Linked DNA regions of Mus musculus: regions 1, 2 and 3 are each linked to region 4. The links are chromatin contacts, called in public HiChIP or PLAC-seq and promoter capture Hi-C maps. All regions are on one chromosome and are shown on one strand. Each heading gives the region's core, a stretch centred on a gene start, on an enhancer-like site or on the middle of the called end of the contact. The rest is flanking DNA. Distances are from core to core; before and after follow the strand shown. Region 1 holds the start of B3galt6 (UDP-Gal:betaGal beta 1,3-galactosyltransferase, polypeptide 6). Region 2 overlaps Ski (ski sarcoma viral oncogene homolog (avian)). Region 3 holds the start of Morn1 (MORN repeat containing 1). Region 4 holds the start of Gnb1 (guanine nucleotide binding protein (G protein), beta 1).

What was found. HiChIP or PLAC-seq counts read pairs in DNA pulled down with a chosen protein or histone mark. Capture Hi-C pulls out chosen DNA fragments and counts their contacts.
Region 1: a contact with region 4 is called in a FOXA1 HiChIP or PLAC-seq map of pancreatic cancer cells. The contact joins the promoter of B3galt6 here to the promoter of Gnb1 in region 4. A contact is called at or near these places in 1 of 39 promoter capture datasets (pre-B cells), 2 of 484 Hi-C or Micro-C datasets (both in embryonic stem cells) and 1 of 115 datasets of contacts at active chromatin or transcription factors (pancreatic cancer cells).
Region 2: a contact with region 4 is called in an HNF4G HiChIP or PLAC-seq map of pancreatic cancer cells. The contact joins the enhancer-like site here to the promoter of Gnb1 in region 4. A contact is called at or near these places in 1 of 484 Hi-C or Micro-C datasets (the G1E-ER4 cell line) and 4 of 115 datasets of contacts at active chromatin or transcription factors (epiblast stem cells, memory CD8 T cells, microglia and 1 more).
Region 3: a promoter capture Hi-C map of liver shows a contact between it and region 4, with 4 times the contacts expected there. The contact joins the promoter of Morn1 here to the promoter of Gnb1 in region 4. A contact is called at or near these places in 4 of 39 promoter capture datasets (hippocampal neurons, liver and pre-B cells), 8 of 484 Hi-C or Micro-C datasets (CD4 T cells, CD8 T cells, cortical neurons and 5 more), 3 of 115 datasets of contacts at active chromatin or transcription factors (T-cell acute lymphoblastic leukemia, embryonic stem cells and memory CD8 T cells) and 2 of 9 other capture datasets (adipose tissue and liver).

What each region holds. Positions count from the first base shown.
Region 1 is chr4:155,991,320-155,994,019 of GRCm38.p6, forward strand. B3galt6 (UDP-Gal:betaGal beta 1,3-galactosyltransferase, polypeptide 6) reads right to left here and starts at 1,359. Exons shown (of 1, transcript NM_080445.4): 1 at 1-1,359. The coding sequence starts at 1,297. The coding sequence ends at 320. Sdf4 (stromal cell derived factor 4) reads left to right here and starts at 1,524. Exons shown (of 7, transcript NM_011341.5): 1 at 1,524-2,015.
Region 2 is chr4:155,161,991-155,164,690 of GRCm38.p6, forward strand. All of the region lies in intron 1 of Ski (ski sarcoma viral oncogene homolog (avian)), which reads right to left. Among named protein-coding and RNA genes, the nearest start is that of Ski, 59 kb to the right of the region's middle. Within about 2 kb of position 1,376, at least 177 of the 459 cell types and tissues checked have an H3K27ac peak or open chromatin away from gene starts, as enhancers often do. A contact at or near this core is called in the G1E-ER4 cell line, memory CD8 T cells, microglia and 1 more, where this site is marked.
Region 3 is chr4:155,085,132-155,087,831 of GRCm38.p6, forward strand. It overlaps Morn1 (MORN repeat containing 1), which reads left to right and starts at 1,446. Exons shown (of 14, transcript NM_001081100.1): 1 at 1,446-1,550; 2 at 2,290-2,361. The coding sequence starts at 1,475. It overlaps Rer1 (retention in endoplasmic reticulum sorting receptor 1), which reads right to left and starts at 1,222. Exons shown (of 7, transcript NM_026395.2): 1 at 1,074-1,222.
Region 4 is chr4:155,490,010-155,492,709 of GRCm38.p6, forward strand. Gnb1 (guanine nucleotide binding protein (G protein), beta 1) reads left to right here and starts at 1,352. Exons shown (of 12, transcript NM_001160016.1): 1 at 1,352-1,571.

The sequences.
Region 1 (2,700 bases), core at 109-2,608, 500 kb after region 4:
GGCCCTTCCCTCACACTCCAGATGGCTGATAGGTGGCATTACATGGTCAGTGTGTGTGCATGTGTGTGTGTGTGTGCGCGCGCGTGCGCGCGCACGCGCTCAGATGCAATCTCCACATTCATAACCAGATGTCCTTGGGTAGGCCTTACACCAGACCACTAATGGCACCCTCAGTGGACTAGACATTGTTAGCTGTCTCTGGCCATCAGTCCCAAGGTCTCAACAGCAATTGGATAAACCAAGCTCAGCCCAGATCATTTATCAGATTGTTCAGGATGCTTGGCCTGTGTCAGGAGAGACCCCGGCACCTGCAGTGACATCAGGGAACGCCCTCCTTGCGCTGGCAGCACTGGGAGGGTGGAGCTGACCAGTCATAGACATAGGAAAGGCGCAACTGCACCTCATGCTTGCACAACCGGCCCTCATGCAGCAACATCTGTTGCTTCTCCAACATGTCCTCTGGGCTTTGCTTGTGTGTCACCAGATACTGATTGTTGCAGCCTCGAGATTTGTACTCCGTGTCGAAGCGTGGGTCGTGCTCCCGTTGCACATCCACTGGTGCCAGCCAGGTGCCCAGCGATACGTCTTCACTGTGCCACGCGCGCAGGTACTCGCGGCTGAGGCGCAGGTAATGCACCAGGTCCGCAGAAAGGACATAGCCACCGCCCAACGCGTAGGGCAGGTAGTAGTCGCAGAGTTGCCAGGCTGCTTCTCGCCAGCGACCTCCCGGCTTGACGCGCCCGCGCCCGGAAAAGAAGCCCCAGTAGAGGCGCCGGCGGCGTGCGGGCTCCCGTGCGCGTAGGTCCACCAGGATAGCGTCCAGGCGCGCAAAGGAGTCGTCGTCCGCCTTGAGCACGAACTCGAAGTCCACGCGCTCATCCAGCCAGGTCAGCATGGCCAGGACCTTGGCCGTGAGGTTCTCGTAGGCGTCGCGCAGGGCGGGCAGCAGCAGCAGGTCCCCGTGCTGCGCCTGCTCGAGCTCAAGAGCGCGCCGCTCCTCCGAGCCTAAGCCGCCAGTGCCCACGGCGAAGCGCGCCCACACGTCCTCGGGTCCGCCACGCCTCTCCGGTGCCAGCCACGTGCTGCGCACTGCGGTGCGGCGCTCGACCGCGCGGGGCGCACTGGCCACCAGCACCGCCAGGAAGGCCTTAGCGCGGGGCCGAGCGGCTCCGGAAGCGGAGGGCGTCTCGCCCTCGGAAGCGCAGCGCGCCAGGTACAACAGAGTGGTGCCGCAGAACGCCAGGCCGCCTAGGCCCAGCGCCACCCGGTGCCGCCAAGCGCGCCGGAATACCTTCATGCTGCGGGCGAGAGGCCGCCGAGGAGCGCAGGCGCGGACGCTGGAAGGCGCCTGCGCGACTCGGACGCTGGAAGGCGCCTGCGCGACTCGGAGGCTGGAAGGCGCCTGCGCGACTCGGAGGCTGGAAGGCGCCTGCGCGACTCGGAGACTGGAAGGCGCCTGCGCGACTCGACTCGGAGACTGGAAGGCGCCTGCGCGACTCGACTCGGAGACTGGAAGGCGCCTGCGCGACTCGGAGACTGGAAGGCTCGGAGGCTGGAAGGCGCCTGCGCGACTCGGACGCTGGAAGGCGCCTGCGCGACTCGGACGCTGGAAGGCGCCTGCGCGACTCGACTCGGACGCTGGAAGGCGCCTGCGCGACTCGGAGACTGGCGCGGCCGGTTAGGCCTGGTAACGTGGGAGGAGCCCCGAGGCGCACCGTGGCTGGGGGTTTCGACTCCCCGGAGCTGATATCCAGGGCGGCTTTGAAGGATAGGGCTGGGCCCAGAATGATTGACACGTGACCCCGCGCGCCATTCCTATTGGTTGCTTCGCAGAGGCTGCTTCCGCCCATAAGAAAGATGGCGGCTTCGAGATTCGTACCGGAGGCCGGGTGTTTTTTTCCCCACCGTTCCCGGTTGTCTTATTCGCCCCTTCCCGGAAGAAAGATGGCGGCGGCCTGAGCCGAGTTCTGCGTAAGACTTGGCGGGCGCCCAGACCCGGCGCATCAGAAGCCGGGGTGAGTGAGGGGTCCCTGCAGTCGCCGTGCGAGGGGCGGGCTTGGGAGGCCATTCGGGTAGCGTTCGAATCGCGCCAGGTCTGAGCCGGCTCGACCCCGCGGGCCGCCCTCTTCCTCGGCTGCTGCTTCCGGAACTCACTGCCGCGGGGGATCTGAGGCTCGGGGCTCTGTTACCGGCTGGCGTTGTGACCTCAACTTGTGGTCCAGCAGCATCTCTGCCTCGGTTTCCCCTTTGGTAAAACGTGCGCCATGAGTTCTAGTAGTGTGAGCTGGAAATGGAAGGCCTGGGTAAAACCTTCCTGCCCAGCCCGGGTTGGTGGGCGTTCTTCTCCGGTACTGTTCGGCGTAGTTCTTAAACCGACATTGCTTTTACTTACTGTTGTTGTTGTTGACGTTTTTCGAGACGAGCGAGCTTTCTCCGTGTAGCTCGGGCTGTGCTGGAGCTCACTCTGTAGACCAGAGTGGCTGCACTGGAACTCAGAGATCGCCTGCCTTTGCCTCCTTAGTGCTAGAATTAAAGGCTTTTTCTTTTCTTTTACTTAACTTTTTTTTTTTTCTTCCTGCCAGGCTTTATTTCTTTACATTCCTATTTTTGTGTTGCTGGAGGAGATCGAATCCAGCACCGTAAATGCTGGGCAAAGGCTCTACTACTGGGCTAAATCATCAGTCCACTACCAGCTTTTGG
Region 2 (2,700 bases), core at 126-2,625, 330 kb before region 4:
ACTTGGGGGAAACAACTTATCATAAAACTGGCCTTGCCTTCCTTGAAGAGGCAATGAGGAAGAAGGCAGCCAAGGTAACAGCTTGACAGGTTTCCTTCCATGAAACCTGGAGAGGAGAGATGATCCACCCCATTGGAGGCCTTCACCAAGGCCCAGGTAGTGAGCAGTGCACGTGCTGGGTCCTTGTCCAGTGCTTGTGCCTGGGAGGCCTGCTGCCTTTCCAAGTATAAGCAAGTCTTTGGGGCGAGCAAAGGGAAGGACCTCTGTATTCAGGGGCCTGCACTGGGGGAAATCACTGGAGGGATGACACTGGTGGTGTCCCCAGGGCACTTTCAGAGACAAACCCATACTCAGCTGGGGTGCATGTTCCTCAAACACAAATAACTGTTCAAGAAAAAAAGACACCAAAACTACCTTTCTAGAGGGAATAACTCATAGTGTCAAACTGTCACTTAGCAGAGGCTCAGTCAGTGGAGGCCATGTACGCTCCCTGCAGGAGTAGATATTCAGGATGCTGGTGGGGCAGAAGAACCCACTTCCGGAATTGCAAGGATCCCTCCCACAATGAAGGCAGAAGGTGGGTGTTGCACACCAGGGTGGGGCTTCCTGTCTGAGCAGACACTGGAACAGGTGCAAAAAGTGAGCTCTAGTCTCTCACAGAGAAAGCCACAAGTCTAGTCTGGGACACCTCTCAGGCAGCCTCAAAACTGTGACCCAGCAGAAAATGCTGGGGAATAGGACCACTGGGTGAGGCTACTTCCTGTTCAGAAGGGCCATGGGGCGGGAGGGGGGGTTGCTAGACTACTATACTGGGGTCAAAGTCTCCTAAGGCAACCCAGATGTTTCACACATGGGACGGGGAAGCCCCTGGAGCTAGTGGAAGAGTCTTAAGGTAGCTGGAACAACTCCCCTGAGATGTTCATAGAAAGTCCAAAGGCAAGTAGAACTCTTACAGAACAAGGAAGTGTTAAAACTAGACAGTGCCAGGAATTTCCCCTTTAGTACCAAGCTAGCTGCATACATGAGCTGAAGGGCAGTTAAGCAAGAGGGCCCTGATGAAGGTGTCCTACTCTTCAAAGGAACAGAGAAAGAGCTTCGTCAGGTTTGGGATATCAGTGTCCACAGCATGGACACTAGGAGTCCTTGGAGTCATCCAATGGTTAACAAAACTGTACCATAGCGTGTGTCCCCTCTACGAGAACCAGTTAGGACCAATCTGACCTTTCTTGGGGCCTCAAAAACAGTCCACAGTGCCTACAAGCCAGGAGGGGAGCTCTGGCCCCACAAGCTAAAGCCAGGACCTAAACAGGCTGGCAAGAGGCAGCCCTGCCCCCAAAAGTCCAATACCAAGAGCTATTATCAGGCTGTATCGGGGAGGAGCCAGCTGAGCTGGCCACAGCGGTGCCCTGTGGCCACTTCCTCTCTGGGGCTTCAGACAGTGGTGTTTGTTTCCCCCACATCCCAAGGGCAAAGGCATTGAGAACAGGTGTCACTGAGGGTGACCTCTGCACCTGTGCAGGAAGGGCAGGGCCAGGCAGGGCTGTGGATATGCAGATCCATCCATCCCAAAGCAGGGGAAGAGCCAGCTGAATCTGCCCACCCCACCCCTCCCCTCCCCACCCCACCCTGCACCGCGGAGTCCATGCACTCTGACCTACAGAGAACTTAACAATCCTTCACCTTCTACCTCAGAAAGAATACTTGAGACACTCTTACTGATCAAGGAAAGAAACAGGACAGGACACTATGGGCCTGTGGGTCACAGTGGGGCCTGGCATTCAGATGAGCTGTGGCCAATGTGGCTGCTGTGTCTAGCACTTGTCTCTAGCCTCAGACGGACAGAGAACTGGCAGGCAGGGCCTCAGGGATTTGTGGCCAGCAGGAGCCAATCAGCACAGACCGTGCACCCTGTGGATGCCCAACAAGCATAGACAGCAGGTAGCTGGAGAAATCGTCCCAAGGCACGGCAACTTGTCACAGGCAGTAGTCACTATGGCCGGCACTGCGAAGGGAGTGAGTAGATTCGGGGTTCTAAAAGAGGCCTGCACACTGTGCTAAGGTGACCGTGGTAACTAGATCCCCACACAAGAAACTGAGAACCACAGGGGCCCTACACAGCATCTGCTCACCTCACACGCTACAGAATCCCGACAGTCTCCACTCTGGCCTGTCCTGAAAGAACAAGCTCACTGCCATGGTTCACCCCAAGATAGCCCCCCCCCCCCCCCGACTATTGAAGAAACTTCATTATCAGAGCCAAGGTGATGGGGCACGCATGCACACTGGGAGTCCAAGGCCAGCCTGGTCTACACAGCAAGTTCCTGGACAGCCAGAGCTACATAATAAGGAGATCCTGTCCCGAAAATAAAACAAACAAAAAGAGTCTGCCTCAGAACCTGTCCCCAAGGCCTGCGCAGCCATCCTTCCAGCTGCATCCAGTTTCTTATCCTTGATTTTGAGTGTGTGTGTGTGTGTGTGTGTGTGTGTAGGTGTGTGTAGGTGGGTGGGTTGTGATCAGAGCATGCAGCTTAACTTCCTATAGTGCTCTGGTCACTGCCCCAGACGCCAACCATCTTTAAGTGACCACCAAATGGTCATGGGAGAACACAGGGACTCTGCTGTATGTCCCTGACAATGCAGACAGTACCCACACCACAGGGCGGAACCCAGGCAAGCTTCCAAATGACAGAGGCAGGAAAG
Region 3 (2,700 bases), core at 196-2,695, 400 kb before region 4:
AGTTTCTGCAATCCATCACTCCTAAATTAGTAATACACCACAGAGAAGAAAGCGCTCTGCACAGCATCTGGGGGTCGCTGCCTCTTGCACCTGCATGCCTCAAGAGTTGTTCCCTGTCAACCCTTCCAGACCCTGCCCCTCTGAGTCCTTCCCTCTCTGGGCCCCTCTCACCTTTGGGGGTGGGGTGGGAAATGATCATCTTGGATCATCCCCAGCCCTTTCTCTATGTTCTACCTCCACCGCAACCAGTTCCCCAACACACAACCTGGATCTAAGGGGCTGAGTATGGGTTTACTGATGCTCTTCTGAGCACCTTAATGAGGGTTAAAAAAAAAAAAAAAACTCACATCAAAAAAACAGGCAGTTCCAAGACGTATAACTAGTCTCTAAGTCTTCCCCCCGCCCCCAACAGGGTTGCTCCATGTAGACCAGGCTAGCCTCAAACTCACAGCCTCTGCCTCACATAAAGGCGTGCACCACCACCTCCTGGATAGTATCTGTTATTAAGAACTAAGAAAGAAAAGCCACTGGGGGTTCTCAATGTGGAAGTATGAAGCCCTCTTGCACTGATACCCTGCTAAGGGAGACAATGTAGCCTTATCTGCTCCACGCTGGAAGTACAGCCTGGAGGGCTGGACATTTTACTGCCTTAATGTCACCATATAATCTAGACCCATTTAACCAGCACCCCTTCGATCCATTCAGTAACTGTCTTCGCGCTCGGGCTTAATTCCTACACGTGTGCCCCGAAACTGAACACGGTAGTGGGGTAGCAAGAGGACACCTAACACATGCCGCCTGGATCTGTGCAGGCAACAACAGGCCACCTTCCTCCACGACCTGGGGCCGGGGGGTCGGGGCGGCGCGCGAGCCGCGGCGGGCAGCGCTCAGCAGTCCCCTCGCGCACCCCTCTCGGAGATCGGCCCGCCCCTGGCAACCCCTCGCCAGGCTCAAAGGCGCTGCCCGGCCCCGCCCGCCCGCCGCCCGCCGGCTCGCCCGTGGCCTTGACAGCCCAGAGGAAGGCGGTGGTGTGCCGCCCGACCAGGTCCGCGCCACCAGCCCACCCCCAGCACCTCGCAGCTCCGGTGCAGCCGAGCCGCGGTCTCCCTCACGGCTGCGGAAGGAGGATGGCGGGCAGGGCGGCCGCCAGAGCTCGGCTCCGGATCCGGGAAGCTGCACAGGCACTTCCGTTCCGTCCCGCGGCGCCTCCAGCCGCCAAGATGGCCGCGGGGCGGGGCCCAAGCTCCAACCATTTCCGCTTCCGGTATGGACGCAGAGGCCGTTGGCGGGAGCGCTTCCCGGCGGAAGGACGGGGTTGGCGGAAACGTGCCGTGGTGCACAGGCGCATTGACGTCCTCAGGCTCCGGATCCGGCGCCGCTGCTTCGGATGTTATGGTCTCCTGGCCACGCCCCATGGCAACCGGAGGCCAATGGAAGGCAGCTTTATGGTTGCTAGGGAAACTTTGGCGGCAAGATGGAGGCAGCTGGCGATCCCTACCAGGCTTCGCTCCAGCCGCGTCGGCACTCGCCGAGACTGCCGCCGCGAAACGGTACGGGCTGCGTCTCCCCGCTGGAGCTCCGTCGCGTTCGCGTGCTCCACAGGCGTGGTCCAGGCTGCAGGCTCACGGCCAGCCGACCCTGCGTCAGGGGGGGCAGGTAGAGCTGAGGTCAGGCTGGCTGGGTGAGCACACGAGGTTCGCCCAATGCAGTCTGATGAAAAGTTGTTCTAAAACCGGAGAAACAGGATCGATATGAGGTCAGAGTCCATGCTAGTGCCACTGTCTTCCCGTCCCAGGCTGCGACTTGCTGGCAAGAAAGCAGTGGGGTTGCTTATCCATCTCAGGAACTGAGAGATGGGTGTTGGGTGTGATGTCTCAGAGCTGGCTGCGTGATAAAAGATGAGGCAGCCAGGAGTAATTAGGAGTGAGTGTGGATTTTTGTCCCGTGGGGACAGGAGGATAGTGACGGTCCTGGCAGGGTGGGCTCTTTGCTGTATCCTCACGGAGCTTGTTGACTGCTTCCGTGCCCTCACCGCCTCCTCTTAAAGAGCCTACAATCAGCTTTTGTCTTAGCCCTCCTCTGGCCAGGCCTGCCTTTCCCTCAGTACTATCCATGTAACAAAACCCAAGCAAGGGAGAGGGAGCACCCATCTTGAGCAATTAACCATCCTGTCATGTTCAAGAGACTGATGAGAAATGACCTGCAGACTACTCCAGACCCTGAGCTGCCCCATCTCTGTGTCTGTTGATGGCAAACCATTGCTATGTTCATCTTCTTTTCCGAACACAGGCTATGGCGTATATGTATACCCAAATTCTTTCTTCCGCTATGAAGGAGAATGGAAGGGAGGCAAGAAACACGGTAAGAAGCCTGTGATCATTGCAGAGCTCATTCCAGAGCCAGATTCCTGAGAAAAGGTGTGGGAGGCAGTCAGTCTTGTACCAAGCATAGCCTGGTACTGCGCCTGCACACTGGGACTACCACTTGGACCCAGTCATGGTGGAACCAATGTAAGACCAATTCTTGTAGGCTTGGAGGTCATCACATGCTGGTGGGTGGTGGAACTATTGGTGGGAGGGAAAGAGTGGGGCAGTAGACCCAGAGTGTCACACACAAACACCATCATGGCGTCCTGCATGCTTGTTATTGGACATCCAGGCCTCTAATCATCAGCCTTAGTGTCTCTGTATTCAAAAAAAA
Region 4 (2,700 bases), core at 102-2,601:
GCACTTGTGGGAAGTTGGAGTCACAAGGGACAGTGGAGAGAATGGTGAGAAGGAAGGACCCTGTACTTTTACTTGGAGAGAGTGGGATGATGGAGCTGTCAAGAACTTCAGGTAAAAAACAGTCACAAATGACAGAGTCAGGTCTCGAACAGATGGAGTGAAGGGCATAGAGTCCCAGGGGTCAGAGGCCCTAGGGTGAGATGATAGCAGTGGTGGATATATTTGAGGTAACTGGAACCAGGCTTCTTACTCTCAAAGCAGGTCACTCAATATGCAAGGAAGAGAATATGCAGTATTTTGGAGAGACCACACACTTACTGTGATCAAGAAAAAGATACGAATGCCCACATGACCATCTGCATGTACATATATGTATGTTCATGTAAATGTATGTTTTCCCTCAGGGTGCCTGCTCAGCAATGACACTTTTGTAGCAATGAATATCCAATACCTGGTTCCTCACTTCTACCCATCCACTAGCAGAAGCTAGGGCTCGTAAAATCAGGCGTCAGATCAGGGCTGGCACAGGGAAAGTATATGAGGAAACTGTCAGGACTGAACAATGACAGACACATTTCTATGGCCCGGCAGGAAGCGCCCAGGGCAGGGAGGGGGAAGTGTGCAGACCACTCAAAGGCTGTTTCAAGAAGGAATGGGCTTCAAGGAAAGGCTGCAAGGTGCACAGAAGCTAACAAGAAGGGAAGGTATCAAGTGTGAATCATGGAAAGGTCTCAGAGTCAGCGTGGTGGCCAGGCCCCCCAGAGAGTTGTGGCTCTTGTTTAAAAGAGGGTAGTGCAGGCCAAGAGGAAATAAGAGAGGTATTCACCTGGTTTTGGAAAGGGCAGAATGGGAGTGAAAAAGTCATTGTGGCAGGAGTCATATTAGTTGAAGATGGCTGGACAAATAGGCACGACGGACCAGACCGGATGGCATGTCTTAAAGATTCTGGTGGTTAATCTTGACATCTTTCCTGTCCCACCTGGCTATTCCTACCCCTCTACCCCCGCTGTCTAGAACCTGCTAGGCCGTTCACGCACGCACGCACGCCTTTCGGCCCTCCCGGGCTGGTCATTCAGGCAGGACACACCGCCCTCTGGCTTGGGGCACATGGCACAGGAGCCGACACCGTCAGGTCAGAGCCAGAGGCCACCGAGGCCGATAGGCTGCCAACGTCCCTGGAAGACCCTTGCGGGGTGTGTGGGGTGGTGGTGGGGTGGGGTGGGGGAAAAAAATCACGGGTCCTTTAAGCCTCTCGCGCACGCGCAGAGGGAAGGAGGGGCGGGGCGGAAAGAGCGGCACGCGCACGCCGCCCGTGCGCGGTGACGCGACGTGGGGTTTCCCGAGGCTGCGGGCAGGGGCCGCCGCGCCCATCCTGATGGCTGGAGGCGTCTGAGGGGCGGACGGCGACGGCGGCGGCGGCGGCGGCGGTGGCGGGCGCGGGCGGCGAGGGCAGCGGGGCTGGGACTGGAACAGCCGCCGCGCGGACCCGACCAGCCTCGCCGACTCCTGCCCGCAGGCCGCGAGCGCGACGACCAGGCGGCGGCGTGGGCGCCAGACCGGGCGAGGGCGAGGTGAGCGCGGCTGGGGTCTGTGAGCTGAGCCTGCCCCGCGCTGGGCCAGGCCCTGCGGCTCTTCTCGCTCGTGGGTCATCGGCCGCCGTCTTCATCCTGCTCTTCAGGGTTGGGTGGGCGATCCCCGGCGTGCCGGGTGGGCGGCAGGGCTGGGGTCTCGGGGTCCGGGGGGTGAGGGATGGGGCGGAGCCGCCTGGGCCGGGGCGCAGGCCCGGGCCGGGGTCTTAGGCTCAAGGCCGCGTCCGGGGTGCGGGCCCGGAGATGCGGCAACCTGGGTGGAGGTCCTGGGTTCAAGGCCAGATCTGGGATGGGTTCTGGGTTCAAGGCTGGATCCCGGATGCGGGACCTGATCTGTGGTCTTGGGTTCAAAGCCCGTGTCGGAATTCGGTTTCCAGACTCATTCATGTTCCTGGGGTCGAGGCTGTTGCGGGGGGCGGGGGGGTCTAGGGCCTGATGCGGGATCCCGGAGGTGGTCTTGAGTTTTAAGAAAGGGAACGGGATGCAGGGCTGGGGCTCGGGTCGTAGGTTCGAGCCTGGATGGCTTGCTAAGGTGGGGATGCCAGGAGAGCCGCAGGCGCTTCTTCTCGCGGCCGAGTCCCCGCGGGAACAAAAGCCGAGCTCTGCCCTCCGGACCGCGCCTTCCTGCGGGGCGTGGGACTCGGCCGGGCGCGCGGGGAGCGGACACGGGGCGAGTCTACTGGATTCGGCCATCAACCCCTGCCGGGTGCGGGCCTACGGCTACCAAGCTTCCCAGCTTCCTTCGCTGCCGGCCTTCCTGGCCCCAGGCACCCGTAAATGAATGGGCGCCGCGTCCGGTCGCCGCGACAAGATGGCGATACCCGCCTTTGTCAGCCAGGACCGCGCCGTCCGCTGCCGGGGCTGAAAACAAAGGCCGGCTCTGGTGGCCGGTGCAGAGGAAAAGGCGCCGGGCTCCTGGGTTCGCCTGATGCATCAGTGCTGGGAGGGGACGTCCTGCCCAGAGCACTCAGAGGGTGGCCTAGTCTTTCCGCGTCTCCTCCACAGCCTCGGGTTCCCCTGGGGAACTGCAGCTTGGCTTTTGACCTTTTGATACATTTAAACATTTTTTTTTTCCGGGTTTTTTTAAACCACAGGATTAGCATCCCGAAAT